5 separate regions of the Mus musculus genome follow, and regions 2, 3, 4 and 5 are each linked to region 1. The links are chromatin contacts, called in public HiCAR-type, HiChIP or PLAC-seq, Micro-C and promoter capture Hi-C maps. All regions are on one chromosome and are shown on one strand. The core of a region is the stretch at or near the end of the contact, and the rest is flanking DNA. Distances in the headings are between cores, read along the strand shown.

Region 1 (2,613 bases), core at 53-2,552:
GCTGTAGCACCCCTGATTCACAGATGTATATACATATATATGAGATTTATTAAGCTTCCTTTTAACAATGTAGTGTGATGTGACTAAAATTAGCCTTATATTTCCACAACAAACAATCTTAGGTTTGGATGATTGTGTAGGTGTGTCTTTGTGGGTGTGTGTTGGACAGCATCCCCTAGCTTGGAACACTGCCCACCTGAGTTCTGTTCCTTATAACCTGCCCCAATAGCCGCCCAAACTGCAAGAAACCTCTTTTTCTTTTTTTCTTTTCTTTCCTTTCCTTTTCTCCCCCTTTCTTTTCTTTTCTTTTCTTTTTTCCTTGTCACAAAAATAAGCAGAATCCGTAACCATCTCGCAATCACGGAGTGATATCCTTAGTGATTTTTTTTTCACACTAGTTCTGATTCCAAGGGAAGAATGCCACCTACTGTATCATTTACACCAGCAGCCAGCCCTGCAAAGTGCGAACACTACTTAACCCTGGTCTGTTCCAACTGCCCTTTGATTATTATTTAGTCCAAAAAAGAGGGAGGGGTCACTATTTGGACTTACAGGAAGTTAGGTTCTGAGCTCGCGATATCAGATCAACGCTTCCACATATTGTTGCCTTCTCATAGATACTATGCCAAGTTTCAACCTCCTTTCTGCCTGCATTTTCCTCTTAATTGCGCTTTCTCCTTCAGAATGCAGGGTCCCTGCAGCTTGCTGCCTGCGAAGCTGGTGGTGCAGACATGCAAGGTTGCTTGTCCATGCTTGCTCCCTGTGACTGCAAAGCAACAGCTCTGGGTTACCCTGACAGGCTTAGCTAGCAAGCGTTCGATATTGCCCCCGAAGTCCGGCGATGCCACCAGGGCTTCCAAATTTGTCTAACTCCTTCTTCAGCGGAGCGGGGACCGGGTTGGGGGTGGGGGTGGGGTCCCTTCCGCAGTCCGCGAAAGCGAGGCTAGGCTGGCGGCCCCTGCACCACCTTCGAGCGAGCCGCGCTCGCTGAGGCTCCCGCGCTGCAGCTGCGCGGGAAGGGACGCTGGCGGGAGCGAGCGGACAGGCGCGCGGAGCTGCACCGGAGGCAGTGGTGCGTGGTGCACGGCGCGTGGCGCGCGGCAGCGAAAGCTTCGTACCCGCGGAGGCACCTCGCAAGGTTAGTGGCTTCGGTAGCGCCAAGCGCTGAGAGCTCGCTCCCGGCAGTGTGCACGGGCGGCGCGGGGAGGGCGGAGGAGGCGGGGCGGACGCGGAGAGGCGGGGCGGGCCGGGGCGGGGCTACGTGGACGGGCGGCCGCCCGGAGCGCTTGCTGCAGCCTGAGCAGAGTGCGGCGAGCGCGACGAGCGCGGCGCGGGCGGCGGTCCATGGCCCCGACGGGAGGCGCGCCGCCCGCACCCGCAGCTCGGCGTCCGGCCTGAGCGGACCGCGCCGCGCAGCCACCCGGTCCTCGGCTTGGGCTTAGCTTGCAGATCTTCTTCATGGAAGCGATGTCTCCGCAGCAGGATGCTCTAGGGGCGCAGCCGGGGCGCTCCTCCTCGCTGACAGGCATGTCTCGCATCGCGGGAGGCCCTGGCACCAAGAAGGTGAGGACGCCCGAGCGGGAGGGCCCCTCCATGGGCTCGCGCCTTCCACGGGTGCCTGGTGCTGAGAGGGGTTAACGGTCCCCGCGTGGGGTGGGAGGGTCACCTCCCGGGATCCCCGCTGTCTTCTCTGGTGGAAACGGTCTCGGAGAAGCCCGTTGCCTCTCCATCTCTGACCCGGGGAGTGCCTCCCTGCGAGCCTCCCGAGGTAGTCTTAACCCGACAGCCTGAGGAAGGTAGGCGGCCCCGGAGGGGAGGGATGATGCGCCCACCCAAGGCCTCCAGGGGATGTCGGAGATGGGTGCCGTGGGCTACACTGTGGGATCCGGAGGTTTGACTCGGCCTAGATCTAGGCTGGCTGGCGGTGGGCGGGCAGTTTCCGGAGGTCCCAGCGGGGCATGGGGGGCTTGGCTCAGAACCACCCCCTGAGAAGGGACGTTTGCATTTGCCTGTGGGGGCGGCGCCCTTGTTCCCTGACACCCGAAGGACTGATCCGGGTAACTACTTGTAGCTTTTGCTGGTGATTGACTGGTCCACGGTGCAGCGGGAGGATTTCGATAGAGGTCAGGAGTCTGCAATAGGTCCCGGAGCAAGTGCACGTGGGCCGCGAGCTTCTGAGCTCCTGGGAATTGATTTGGGTGCTGTAGCCATGGGTGCCCCCTTCCCTTCCTCCAGCACTAAACCTTCAGATATTTGGCCATATTTGTTCCTTACAGTGGTGTCGCCTTCTCCAGCTTCTGTGGAAACAAGTTGGGATGAGAGCTCATTCTAGTTCTTCCCTAACAAATAATGTGAAAACGTTGCATTACTATAATTAGAGACTCACAGGGATACACTGGCTCCCTGCATGTCCGGATTTTATGGCTTTTCATTAATCTTCCCACTAGAATGGTGGCTTGGCTGGAGGTGAAAGAAGAGAGGTGATAGCTGTATAGAAATGTATGTGAGCTCCCAAGGACCTTGGGCCTGTCACAGAGCCCTCTATGGGTGTCTGTGAACTTGATGGATGGGCAGTAGTGGCGGCTCAGCCTTTGATGTATGGAGGCTGATGTT
Region 2 (2,613 bases), core at 73-2,572, 910 kb before region 1:
AACCCACTCCGCAAGCTGTCCTCTGACTACACTTGTTCAGTGGCTCATGTGTGTACATACCACACATATACACAGTTTTTGTAATTAAAAAAGATAGCCACCCCAGCAGTCCAGACCATGCCTTAAGTAAGTGAATCTAAAAATTATCAAAATAAAACGAGAGTCTTCAAGCATTCATTCGTGGACAGAAGTTGAAAAAACAAAAACCGCAAACTGAAGTCTGTTGGTTCTCAAGCTTTGACTATGAAAGGCTATCTCCTAGTAGGCATCCCATGCTTTAAAAAGAAAAAAAAAAAAACTTACCTCCTAAGTTGCATTTATTAATGACAATTTCCTTAAGGCACAAAATAGTGTCATCTGAGAACTTGTGACAGAGCTACCAATCTAAGTTGCTTATATCTAAGTCGAAAGGAGAGATAGTTACTTTGTGCCATTCCATAGGGCAAGTGGAACATTTTCCATTAAGTTCTGTGTAAAAAGGCCCAGGCCCACCTCCTCCTGGAGTCCTTTAGGGGGACTCCTGGAGGTCTAGGGAGGCCAGTTTACACCCGCACCGAACTGGGGTGAGTAAAACTGGGCCCAGTTATGTTAGGTTGTTGTGCTTCTTGGTAAAGAAGGAAAAAAAAAGAGAAGACAATACAACAGAAGGCGCCATTCCAGTACCACACTGAAAAGAAACACAAAAACAAGAGAGCAGCATGTTTTGAACAGCTTGCGTGGAAAAAATATTGACTGGGGAGTTTGGACAGCACTGTTCATTTTCTCTCACCGCCCTCATTATTTGTCTTAAGGAGCAGGAGCCAGCCACGATTTTGGCAAACAGGCCAGAGGAAGGTGTGTGTGTGTGTGTGTGTGTGTGTGTGTGTGTGTGTGTGCGCGCGCGCGCGCGTGTAGAGGCTTGTCGCCCAAGGGGAAATTAAGACCAAGACCCAGTGGCTCAGGGCCAGCATGAAGCCTGGGGGTGGGGGTGGAGGTTGGGGTGGAGGGGGAGGTGTTAAAGCTTCTTCCTCCTGGCCTGTCTCTGAGTTCTACTTGAGGCTCGGCATCCATCATTAAGGCCCGTCTCCTTCAGAGCACAGCAAGGAGACGATGAATCCCTGCCCTTGTTTCTTTCGGCTGGGGAAAGGATGCAGGGGTTCCATTGGTTTTTTCGGCCCGCCCTTCTTCTGGAGTTCAGACCTCCAGTTCCAGCAATGGGGGTCAGGCCGGAGCCTCCACGCGCAGGGAAAAAACTTGATTCCATCAGTTCCTCGGAGCCGGCTGATTGGATTTAGCCCCGCCTGTTTGTGTGTGGGGCGTGGCCTGAGCGCGGGGCGTGGCCTGAGCGCGGGGCGTGGTCTGGGCACGGGGCCTTCGGCGGCGACCAGCCAGAGGAGGAAGAACATGGCGGGCGCAGCAGGGCCAGGGTCCGGTCCGGGGGCAGCGGGTGGAGATGGAGACGATTCGCTCTACCCGATCGCGGTTTTAATCGACGAGCTCCGCAATGAGGACGTGCAGGTACTAGGCTGGGCTGGGGAGCCGAGGCGAGGGCGGAAGCGCACATGGTAGGGAAGCGGAAAGGCCGGCTCAGCCCTGGGGGCGACCCCCGGGGTGGCAGAGTCGTATTCAGCCCCGGGACGGAGGCGTGGGGCGGCGGGTGCGCGGTGGTCCGTCTCAGCTCCGCTGCCCTCCTCCGACCCTCTGGGGTGGTGGCGTCCATCTGCTCCCGGCAGTGGGCGGGGAACCGGTTCGCACCTCGGGTGGACCAGCGCAGGCGGGCTGCGGGGCCGCCGGGAGCGGAGGAGCGGCCCCCGGCCCCCGTTCCCTTTGAAGTGATGCGGAGTGTCCGTCCCCGGGCAAACTAGCTGGGCTGGTTGGGTGGAAAGAGCGCGGCGGCTGATTAACCCAGATGAGTGGTGCATCAGTTGTGATAGAACTTTTCCCTGAAAAGGGAGGAGTTGTGCTTAACCGTTTCTTTCACCCACTTCTCTCCATCCAGAGTTCTCTCTTTTCAGACCCTCTCATTGTCCGCGTGTTTTCATTCATTCGTTTCTTCCCCGGCCCTTCAGTGTTCTCCCTAAGATAGCTTCTGGCTAATGACGTGTTAAACGGTCCTTGAGTTTTCCTAGGATTAAGATCTAAGTGAAAGGCTCATTCATCATTATACTGTGTCCCAGTATCTCACCTATTTGCTTCTTTGACCAGAATTGCAATCATCTCTTTGCTTTGTTCTCCCTCCCACTTTGTTTTTAAAGCTCCGTCTCAACAGTATTAAGAAGTTATCAACTATAGCTCTAGCACTCGGGGTAGAAAGGACTCGAACGGAACTGCTGCCTTTCCTTACAGGTTTGTGTCCCTTGAAAGATACACGCTCCATTTCTATTGGCTTTTAAACTATTTTTATTTAATTTTCTTAGTTTGTTACCTAGAGTAGCGATAAGTACTAGACTGAGCCTTGCCTTCTGCAAGGTGTATAGAAATGCTACATATAGTCAGACATACTCAAACATAAACCGTGTAGCTAGTGGGAAGGTGATTGATGTGAAATATGGATTTCTTTGTAAATGATTTATTTTATATGCATTGGTGTTTTGCCTGCATGTGAAAGTGACAGATCCCCTGGAACTGGAGTTA
Region 3 (2,613 bases), core at 55-2,554, 760 kb before region 1:
GTGGGGGTGGAGGTCCTATAGTCAAAGATTAGAACGTTCTTAAGAACATAGTAGGAAAAAAACCCGAAAAGGATGAAAACTGGGGAGAGAAACTGAAAATCGGTGAAACTCAAGTGGCAATCACAAGGCAGAATAGAGTACGTCAAAACCACTAGGTTGTAGACTAAGAAATGGTTTTGTTTCGATCGTTTTTTTTCCAAGGTATTTAATTTGCACGTCTTAAAATAGAGACCCCGAGGAGAGCAGCTTGAGGCAATGGAAGGAAGAGGGTGGGCTAGGTAAGAACGCAGACTTGGGGAGAAAATATGTACAGTGCACGGAGGGAGGATGCTGGAGAGTCAATGTCAGGACGCTGTCGAGAGCTGAGTACAGTCCATCTGATGTGGCTTAAGGAATGCGTGCTCGCAGCCAGCATGCACACCTGGTAAAGGGACAACCCCAGAGAACGGTGCAGAGCTGAGATGACCATTTTTAACCAGCTCTATTGTCTGGTGTATTTGCTATACCTCCTGCAAGTGATCAAGCCAGCCAAAGAACCGTTTCAGAGACCCTGCGGGCCCAGAGAAGATGGACAGCGGCCCGTCCGCACCAGTCCGGTCCGCGTCACCCCCTCCTCGCCGGGCAGAAGAGGAGGGCTTGGTCCGGGCCGCGCTCCGCGTCCGCCGAGCCTGGGAGCTGCTGGTCCCCTTTCTCCGGCCGGCGACGTTGGTCCCCGCGCGGCCCCGGAGCACAGAGACTTCCCCTCCCACCCCACCCCCAGCCGAAAGCCGGGAAGACGCGGAACTTGTGCTCAGGAGCCGAGGCCACAGACCAGGTTCCCGGGTGGGAGAGTCGGGACGGAAGCCTGTGTGGCTTCCCGGGGACACCCCACACACACTCGACCTGCACCCCGCGGTCCCCGCAGTGCCAGGCCCGCCGTCCCCCGCCCGGGGCGCAACCGCGCCACGCTCCCGCCGAACCCCGGGGCCGCACCTCCGTCTTGGTGATCCGGTGCCGCCCCAGCTTCACCACGGCAAAGTTGCCCTTGCCCAGCGTGCCCTCGATGTCGTAGAACCCCACCCGGACTGGCCCGCGCTGCAAGTGCCTCGGGCCATCCGCCATGACCATGCTTGGCCCCCGCTGCAGGACACGGCGACGGGAACGCGAACGAACTGGCCGGCAAGAAGCGGCACGGAGCGGGCAGGAGGGCGTCGGGCGGCGCGCCTGGGCTCTGGGCGACGGCCGCGGCTCTCGCTCCGGCGCTGCTTCCCTCCCGCCCCACAGGGCCCAGCCAGGCGCGCGCCGGCGCTGACGTGAGCCGACGTCAGGGGGCCGGGGCAGGGGGCGGGGGCGGGCCTCCACCGGTCACCATGGCTACCGCAGCCGCGCCGACGTCGGGGGCGGGAGGGAGGGGCGGTGCGCGGGTCGGGCGGGCACGAGGCTTCCGGCCGCGGCGAGGCCTGAGAAGGCTGAGGAGGGCGTCGCGGCCGGGGGCGGGGTCGCCGTCCGCCCCGCCCCGCTCCTCCTGCCTTCCAGCAGAAGCGCAAGAGCGAGCCCTGGTGGGCCGTGCGGAGGATGCACTGGGCCAGTCTCCTGGAGGGTCGCCTGGCGGGCGCTCTCCGCCGGGGCAGCCCTTCCCGCCAAAACCTCTTCTTCAGCGGACTGCAGCGCTAAATTTGGAGCCCGAGGAGCACCGTGGCTGAGCAATGCATTGCTCACAGCCTCTTTTCTTTGTGTTCATTTTAGCTCCCTTGTCAGTACTAAATAAGTCTCTCCACTTTTTGACGTCTAAATTCCTACTCACAGCAGTCGGTCACTTGCAGAAAAAAAAAAAAAATGTCAGCGCTAAAGAGACCCCAGAGATGATTAAGCCCGGAATTTGGAATTGCTAATGGGCTTCGGAGTCTGGAACCTCTGAAATGTAGGTTGAGCATGTTAGTTGAGCATGTCTCTGTGGAGAGGTGACCCGGTATTATCCTAAAACGCTTTGGGAACTTGTAAACGGTTAAAAAGTATCTAATCCGATTTGTTTCCAGATGACGCAGCAGGCTGCCAGAATGAAGGGAGTTGCCAACGTCACACAGGTAATGCTAGAGTTCTAATTATAACCCATCACACCAGTCTTCCATATGGTGACCTAAGTAAACACAACATTTTAATATCTTGAAATATATTATGTGTGTCCAGACCTTGGTTCCTGGGTACCCATTGTCCATTAAAAGAAACGCAACTCGTTTGGGAGTAATGACAGCGGGGGCAAGTATAAGATGCTCTTGAAAGATCTAATATGAGTAAACCAGGGGATTCCTTGTATACAACAGGAAGAATATGTCAGAAGCCAGCTTGAAGGGGCCCACCAGTGCCAAATCTGAGCCAATCTAAGTATCAAAAACCAACAATTTTGGAAATACACTATAACACACATTACTTTTTATTTTGTGTAAGAAGTCAGAGGACAGGATGTGGGAGTTGGTTCTCACCTTCCACTCTGTGAGTCCTAGGGGTGGTTGCTGTAGGTAACTTTAGCCAATGAGCCATCTCTTAGGCCCTAGTGTTTTATTGTTTTGGGACTGTTGTTTTTTTTTTTGTTTTTGAAACATCATCTCACTATGTAGCCCTAGATAGCCTGTAACT
Region 4 (2,613 bases), core at 30-2,529, 690 kb before region 1:
TCCAGGCCAGACTGCCAAGAGAAAGCTTAACACCTTGATAGAGTTTCCTGTATGGTCCAGGCTGGCGGCATATGTCTAGTGTATGCTAGTGAGTTCTAGGGAGTACCAGAGCTGGAAGGAGGCCCAGGACCCATCTGGTTCCCCTGCCTTCAGGAAGTGTCTTTCTTTTCTCATTTGCAGGAAGGGGAAGGGCAGGCAGGAGGTCTCCTGTCACCAAGCACAGAGCCATGCAGCCCTAACCCTCCCAGTGGCGTCAGCAGCTCCTCTGCTTAGCCAAACACCCCCTCCCAATCCTGAAACCAAAGTTAGATTTCTTAAACCAGACCCACAAGCTAGAATACAGTGGAGATTCCAATTCTACTCCATCCCTCTTGGCCAAAGGGAACCTGATAAAAAGATACCGATCGCTCCCCGCCCACGCTCCTCCCACCCACCCCCCAACCCCCCCCCCCACCCCCGCGCCCCATGCAGACCTAGTGGAACAAGAAAGAAGTCGGACCACTGTACCTCCTCTGGGGTCCAAGTCCGAGGCTGCAGTGACACACACACAGGGAAGGAAGCAGAGAGTCACTCTTGGAGCCTGGCAGGGCTGGTTCCTGGCTAACTAGGCGCTTTCCCAATCTCCAAGCATTTCCAGGCCAGCCACCCTCCCCTCAGAGGAGAGTAACAGGTACAGTTCCCATAGCCCTGCGGATCCAGGATCGGCTGCCTCCACTAGAAGGGTCCAGGCAGCATGGCGCTCAAGGGGCACTCACTGGAAGAAGTTTGCCAACTGCCCCACCCAAGCTACATCCTCCTCACCCCTTAGTAACCCCGGGGAGAGAACTGACTTCCAGCGTTGCGGATACCTAGGGTGGCCCCAGGAACTGGAGCTGGTTGCATTTTTGCTCCCTGGAAGCAGAGAATTCAAGAAGGCTGATTGGGTCCGGGGTTGGATCTGGGGATTGCCCCACTACATAAAGGGGCCAGGGTGCAGTGACCCTGAAGACAGTCCTCAACTGCTGAGGTTTACTGGGTGCATCAACCCCAGGTGCTCTGGCACCAGCCCTCTCCCCCAGGACACACACTCACCGCTCAGCAGGCGACCCTTCGAATCCCTCGGTTTGGCCAGCAGCACCGCCAGCAACATAGCCTGCAGCGCTGCTCCCGGCTGCATGGCTGGACTCCAGTGCCTCCCGACACCCTGGGACTAAGGCAGAGAAGTGGGCAAGTAGACGACTGCGTTTGAGCAACTGCAACCAAGGCAGCTGCATCTCCCAAGGATCCACAGACCCCGCACTGGGCGGAGTCCGGGAGGGCTCTGAGTCGTTGGTTGCCCATCCACCCCCTGGGACGTCACTGCGGGGGAAGGCAGCCCCTTGGGCTGGCCCGCCCCCAACGTCTAGTGCTCTGGACTCCAGAAACTGCTAACTCAGGGGGAGTAGCCAACGGAAGGGGCCGCTCTTTGCAGAGAGCCGCCCAGGGAGATTCTGAGTTTGCCTAAGAGAAAAATCCCACTAGTTTTTGAACTCCCAGAAGGTGGAAAGCGGGTACTGTACTTTCAAACAGTATAGCCTCTTGCCCTCATCACTACCCAGCTCTAGTGGGCTAAAGTAGCAAAACCCCTACTTACACCACAGTAAGCGTCAGACCAGGGCAGCACCTGGGAAAGAACTTGAGCAAGGGAGGAACAGATTCTCAAGCAGGCAGTGTGTCTACTGACTAGAGGCATTTCAGACTTGGCCTGAGGGAGACCTCCAGCAGAAGCTAGAGTATTCCAGATCTCAACCAGAAAGACACTTTGCTTTGTGTAGGGCACATATTGGAAGATAGGAGTGGTTTAGTGGAGTTCAGCTTTTGGTGGACAGAAAAATGACTCCCGTTGCAAAGAATGATCCTATTCTTCCTATGGAAGCTTTCATAACCAACCCAAGTGTATGCTCCCCTTTACACTCCCACAGTAGTTGTGTTTACATGTGTGTTCTCAAATACATTCGCACAGTAGATCCAGTCTCCCATCGAAAATCTATGAAGTAGAAAGCTGAGAGTTCATTGATCTTTCCGGTATACTATGGTATTGCGAAGCGTAGCAGAAACCACATCTCGGTTACTGCCTTCTGGATTTTGGTTCCAGTTTGCTTCTGTTTTCCTGTTTATCCAGCTTTTCAGCAGAGCAGTCAGAAAAGCAGAGAAGGGGCCCTGAGAAATGGACCAGTGGTTAAGAGCAGTCATTACTCTTGCATAGGACTGGGTTCAATCCCAGCACCGGGCAGTGGCTCACAATCAACTGTAACTCCAGTTCCAGGGATCTCCTGTCTTCTTCTGGCCCAGAGGCACGAGGCTTGCATGTGATGCACATACATACATACATACATGCTGGGAAAACACCCACAACACATAAAATGCAAATAAATAAATCTTTTAAGAAACGAAGCAGAGGTGCTTCCACACTCTTGACACACTTGTTCTAAACAGGCCTGAGATAAAGCAGGAGTAGGGATGGATCTGTCTTAGCTCCAGCTGAGAACAGAGCAGGAGCTGTGTGATTACAGAACCCCGGCACCAACAGGTGGGGACTGGCAACCCTTTCCTGTGTTCCGGTTAGACTATCTCACACCAACCATTCTCTCTAGA
Region 5 (2,613 bases), core at 68-2,567, 520 kb after region 1:
GAGAGGAGGGACAAATCCAGGAGTGGCTGGTTATGCTCCTGGGAGGGAACAGATAGCGCAGGGAATTAGACAAAGCACAGCCCTTATTTAGGGGTTCTGGTGGGGGTGGGATCTTTGTGACAGTTATTGACAGGGAGGTCTGGGGGAGGGGCTTGGCTGCTGGATTTCCTCAGCCTTCTCCCCCATTTCCTGCCTTGAAGCTTTACAAAGTTTGCAAAGTTTATAAAGTTTACAAAGGGAGTTCACAGCAGGGAAAGCCTTCCTTGCCTCTTAAGTGACCCGAATAACCAACACTGAACATGGAAATATTTATTTGATATTTATTAAGGATTTTTTTTTGCCGGGTACGAGTATTAGAGAATCCGGTAGGCAGAATACAAGGGACCTCAGCATCATTTCTTACAGCTGGATTTGAATCTACAATACACACAAATATATATATATATATTTTAAATAAATATATCTCTGTATATCCCTGGCTGTCCTGGAACTCACTTTGTAGACCAGGCTGACCTCGAACTCAGAAATCCACCTGCCTCTGCCTCCCAAGTGCTGGGCTTAAAGGCGTGCACCACCACTGCCCCGCAAGGATTTGTTACCTTAAAACTTGCAGCGGAGTGTAGTACTCCTCCTGTCCCTCCTGTCTCATGACCTGTAGATAGCTCGCTTTCTCCCCTTTCCTCTGATTTGGTTTTGTACTTTTATTTGTTCAGGGAGCTTTAGATAACTAAAGAAATCACGTTTTCTTGAAATACCTAAGTGCTCACAGAAACAGAAATTTTTCATTTTATTTTCCAAAAATTTTTCTTATTTTTTTCTTTTCTTTATTTATTGTGGGTGCCAATATGACACGTTTTGTCCAGCTTGACACATTATTGAGATACAAATCTTAGCCAGTACAAAATTTAAGGTACTGGGCTTCCGTGTTTCTGTAAACTAACATCCAATGAATATTTTGGAAATGCATCCCCTCACCCCTTCCCCTTGGAGGAAAGAAGAGGGCCGTACTTCTGACCTGTTTGCAGGAACTACGAGGGAGGATTCAGGTCCCCACTGCTAGAGGTAATCTCTGCAGCCTGGTAGGCGCGACTGTTGTAAATGTATCTCGGAGAGACACATTTCCGCGCACAGAACTCTTTCCAACTTCACAGCTTCAAAGCCAGTAGAGTACACAAAGCAGGCTACGAAGGCAAGATTATTGGGCTGACGATCGATCAATGCTTCTAAGAGAAAAGGTGCAAAACCACACTTTTGTAGTCATAAATACAAGTGTGGGAGCCTGAAGCCATTTCATTACAAATCTGTGGAGCAGTGCCATCTAGTGGTCAGAGTTTGCCTTGCCGAATGAAGAAAAGTTAGAATGAAGAAAGTTAGAAAGAAACAGGGTTTCAGTAAAGTTTTCAGGTAAACTTGGTAACAACATTCATAAGTGTTCATAAGGTGTCTTCAGAACCGAAGGAACAGGTCCACTTCCACGGCTCTTCGAAGGGACCTGGGTAAAGAGCCATTCAGATACCTTGTGGTGGAACGTCTGTTTCTTTACTTTGGCTGTCCCCATCTCCTTTTCCATTCTCTTGATCTTCTGTACTGTAAAGCTCCCTGGTTCTTCTGAGCTCAATGCATCATAGACTCATTAAGAACAGTCTCGAGCTGAGCTTCCATCAAGATGTGCCATCTCCTAGCAACCTGCGTCTTTTCTGCGGGATGAGATATTTCCCACTAGAACTGCATCAGACTCTCTGGATCTCCTAATGTGGAGTTGAAGCCGTTACATTTCCAGCTCTGAGGAGAAGTGAAAGTTGTTTAGGGAAGTTTGCTCAACAGAGTCAGGCTACTCATTTCTGGATTGTTCTGGGTCAGGAAGAGCCAGTAACATTCTGTCCACCAGCCCTCAGCGTCCCATTTCACAACGGCTCCCTCACACCAAACATTTGTCCTTATCTTTAGGTTGTTCTTTTGCTATTTCTCCTTTGCTGGAAAAGTTATGCAGATTACCATCTCTTCAGGGAACTACAGCTCTGACTTTCTGCAATTCTCTCTGTCAGGTAAAGATGTTCCTTAGAGACTGTGGAGCAGTGTGTGGAGAAGGTGAGATAAAAAGGAGTTTCCCTAGCCTGTAGGTAGGGGCGGAGGTAAACCGCAGTTTACAATTCAAATTGCTTTAAGGTGACTTAAAAACAGTCTTTTCCAAAAATATTTTTAGAATTCTATACTATAAAGAATGCATGAAACACCTATGGTTTTGAAAAGAAACGGTATGAAAAGAAAAGAGAAGGAACCACTGTAACAAACCAAGTCTAACCAAAACAACAACAACAACAACAACAACAACAACAACAAAACAAAAACCAAAAAACAAACAAGCCCAGATTGTGGGATGACCTTAGCTGATGTGCTGAGTTCAGTAGAGTTGCCCAGGGGTTACCTGCACAGTGAAGCTTGATTTGAGACACTAAACTTAGAGAAGCTGATTTGGGCCCCTAGTCTTGGAGTTAGTCTCTGAAGAGATGAACCTCAGCTGTGCTGTGTGGATGAGGCGCTGCACATGGTAGCAGCTCTGTGGTGATCTCTAACTACATTACAACTGAGCGACAGAGAGACAAGCATGCCGTA

What was found. Promoter capture Hi-C pulls out the DNA fragments that hold promoters and counts their contacts. Hi-C and Micro-C count contacts between places; a contact is called where the count stands out from the background. HiCAR-type assays count read pairs that join an accessible place to other places. HiChIP or PLAC-seq counts read pairs in DNA pulled down with a chosen protein or histone mark.
Region 2: a HiCAR-type map of astrocytes shows a contact between it and region 1, with 3 times the contacts expected there. The contact joins the promoter of Ppp2r1b here to the promoter of Arhgap20 in region 1. A contact is called at or near these places in 3 of 39 promoter capture datasets (cranial neural crest, hippocampal neurons and pre-B cells), 1 of 484 Hi-C or Micro-C datasets (cerebellum) and 1 of 115 datasets of contacts at active chromatin or transcription factors (astrocytes).
Region 3: a contact with region 1 is called in a Micro-C map of embryonic stem cells, with 8 times the contacts expected there. The contact joins the promoter of Sik2 here to the promoter of Arhgap20 in region 1. A contact is called at or near these places in 3 of 39 promoter capture datasets (hippocampal neurons, liver and pre-B cells) and 2 of 484 Hi-C or Micro-C datasets (both in embryonic stem cells).
Region 4: a contact with region 1 is called in a promoter capture Hi-C map of stem cell-derived epiblast-like cells, with 7 times the contacts expected there. The contact joins the promoter of Layn here to the promoter of Arhgap20 in region 1. A contact is called at or near these places in 8 of 39 promoter capture datasets (the 3T3-L1 cell line, 3T3-L1-derived adipocytes, cranial neural crest and 5 more) and 2 of 484 Hi-C or Micro-C datasets (both in embryonic stem cells).
Region 5: a contact with region 1 is called in an H3K4me3 HiChIP or PLAC-seq map of forebrain, with 5 times the contacts expected there. The contact joins the enhancer-like site here to the promoter of Arhgap20 in region 1. A contact is called at or near these places in 1 of 39 promoter capture datasets (the 3T3-L1 cell line), 3 of 484 Hi-C or Micro-C datasets (the HL-1 cell line, embryonic stem cells and nephron progenitors) and 1 of 115 datasets of contacts at active chromatin or transcription factors (forebrain).

Annotation. Positions count from the first base shown.
Region 1 is chr9:51,764,049-51,766,661 of GRCm38.p6, forward strand. It overlaps Arhgap20 (Rho GTPase activating protein 20), which reads left to right and starts at 1,303. Exons shown (of 15, transcript NM_175535.4): 1 at 1,303-1,563. The coding sequence starts at 1,459. It overlaps Gm40520 (a long non-coding RNA gene), which reads right to left and starts at 1,380. Exons shown (of 3, transcript XR_870739.3): 1 at 553-1,380.
Region 2 is chr9:50,855,602-50,858,214 of GRCm38.p6, forward strand. Ppp2r1b (protein phosphatase 2, regulatory subunit A, beta) reads left to right here and starts at 1,323. Exons shown (of 15, transcript NM_028614.3): 1 at 1,323-1,497; 2 at 2,235-2,325. The coding sequence starts at 1,384.
Region 3 is chr9:51,007,769-51,010,381 of GRCm38.p6, forward strand. It overlaps Sik2 (salt inducible kinase 2), which reads right to left and starts at 1,305. Exons shown (of 16, transcript NM_178710.3): 1 at 973-1,305. The coding sequence starts at 1,107.
Region 4 is chr9:51,075,815-51,078,427 of GRCm38.p6, forward strand. Layn (layilin) reads right to left here and starts at 1,280. Exons shown (of 8, transcript NM_001033534.1): 1 at 1,072-1,280; 2 at 508-531. The coding sequence starts at 1,156.
Region 5 is chr9:52,286,239-52,288,851 of GRCm38.p6, forward strand. No RefSeq gene overlaps it. Among named protein-coding and RNA genes, the nearest start is that of Gm25562, 3.7 kb to the right of the region's middle. Within about 2 kb of position 1,318, at least 26 of the 459 cell types and tissues checked have an H3K27ac peak or open chromatin away from gene starts, as enhancers often do. A contact at or near this core is called in forebrain, where this site is marked.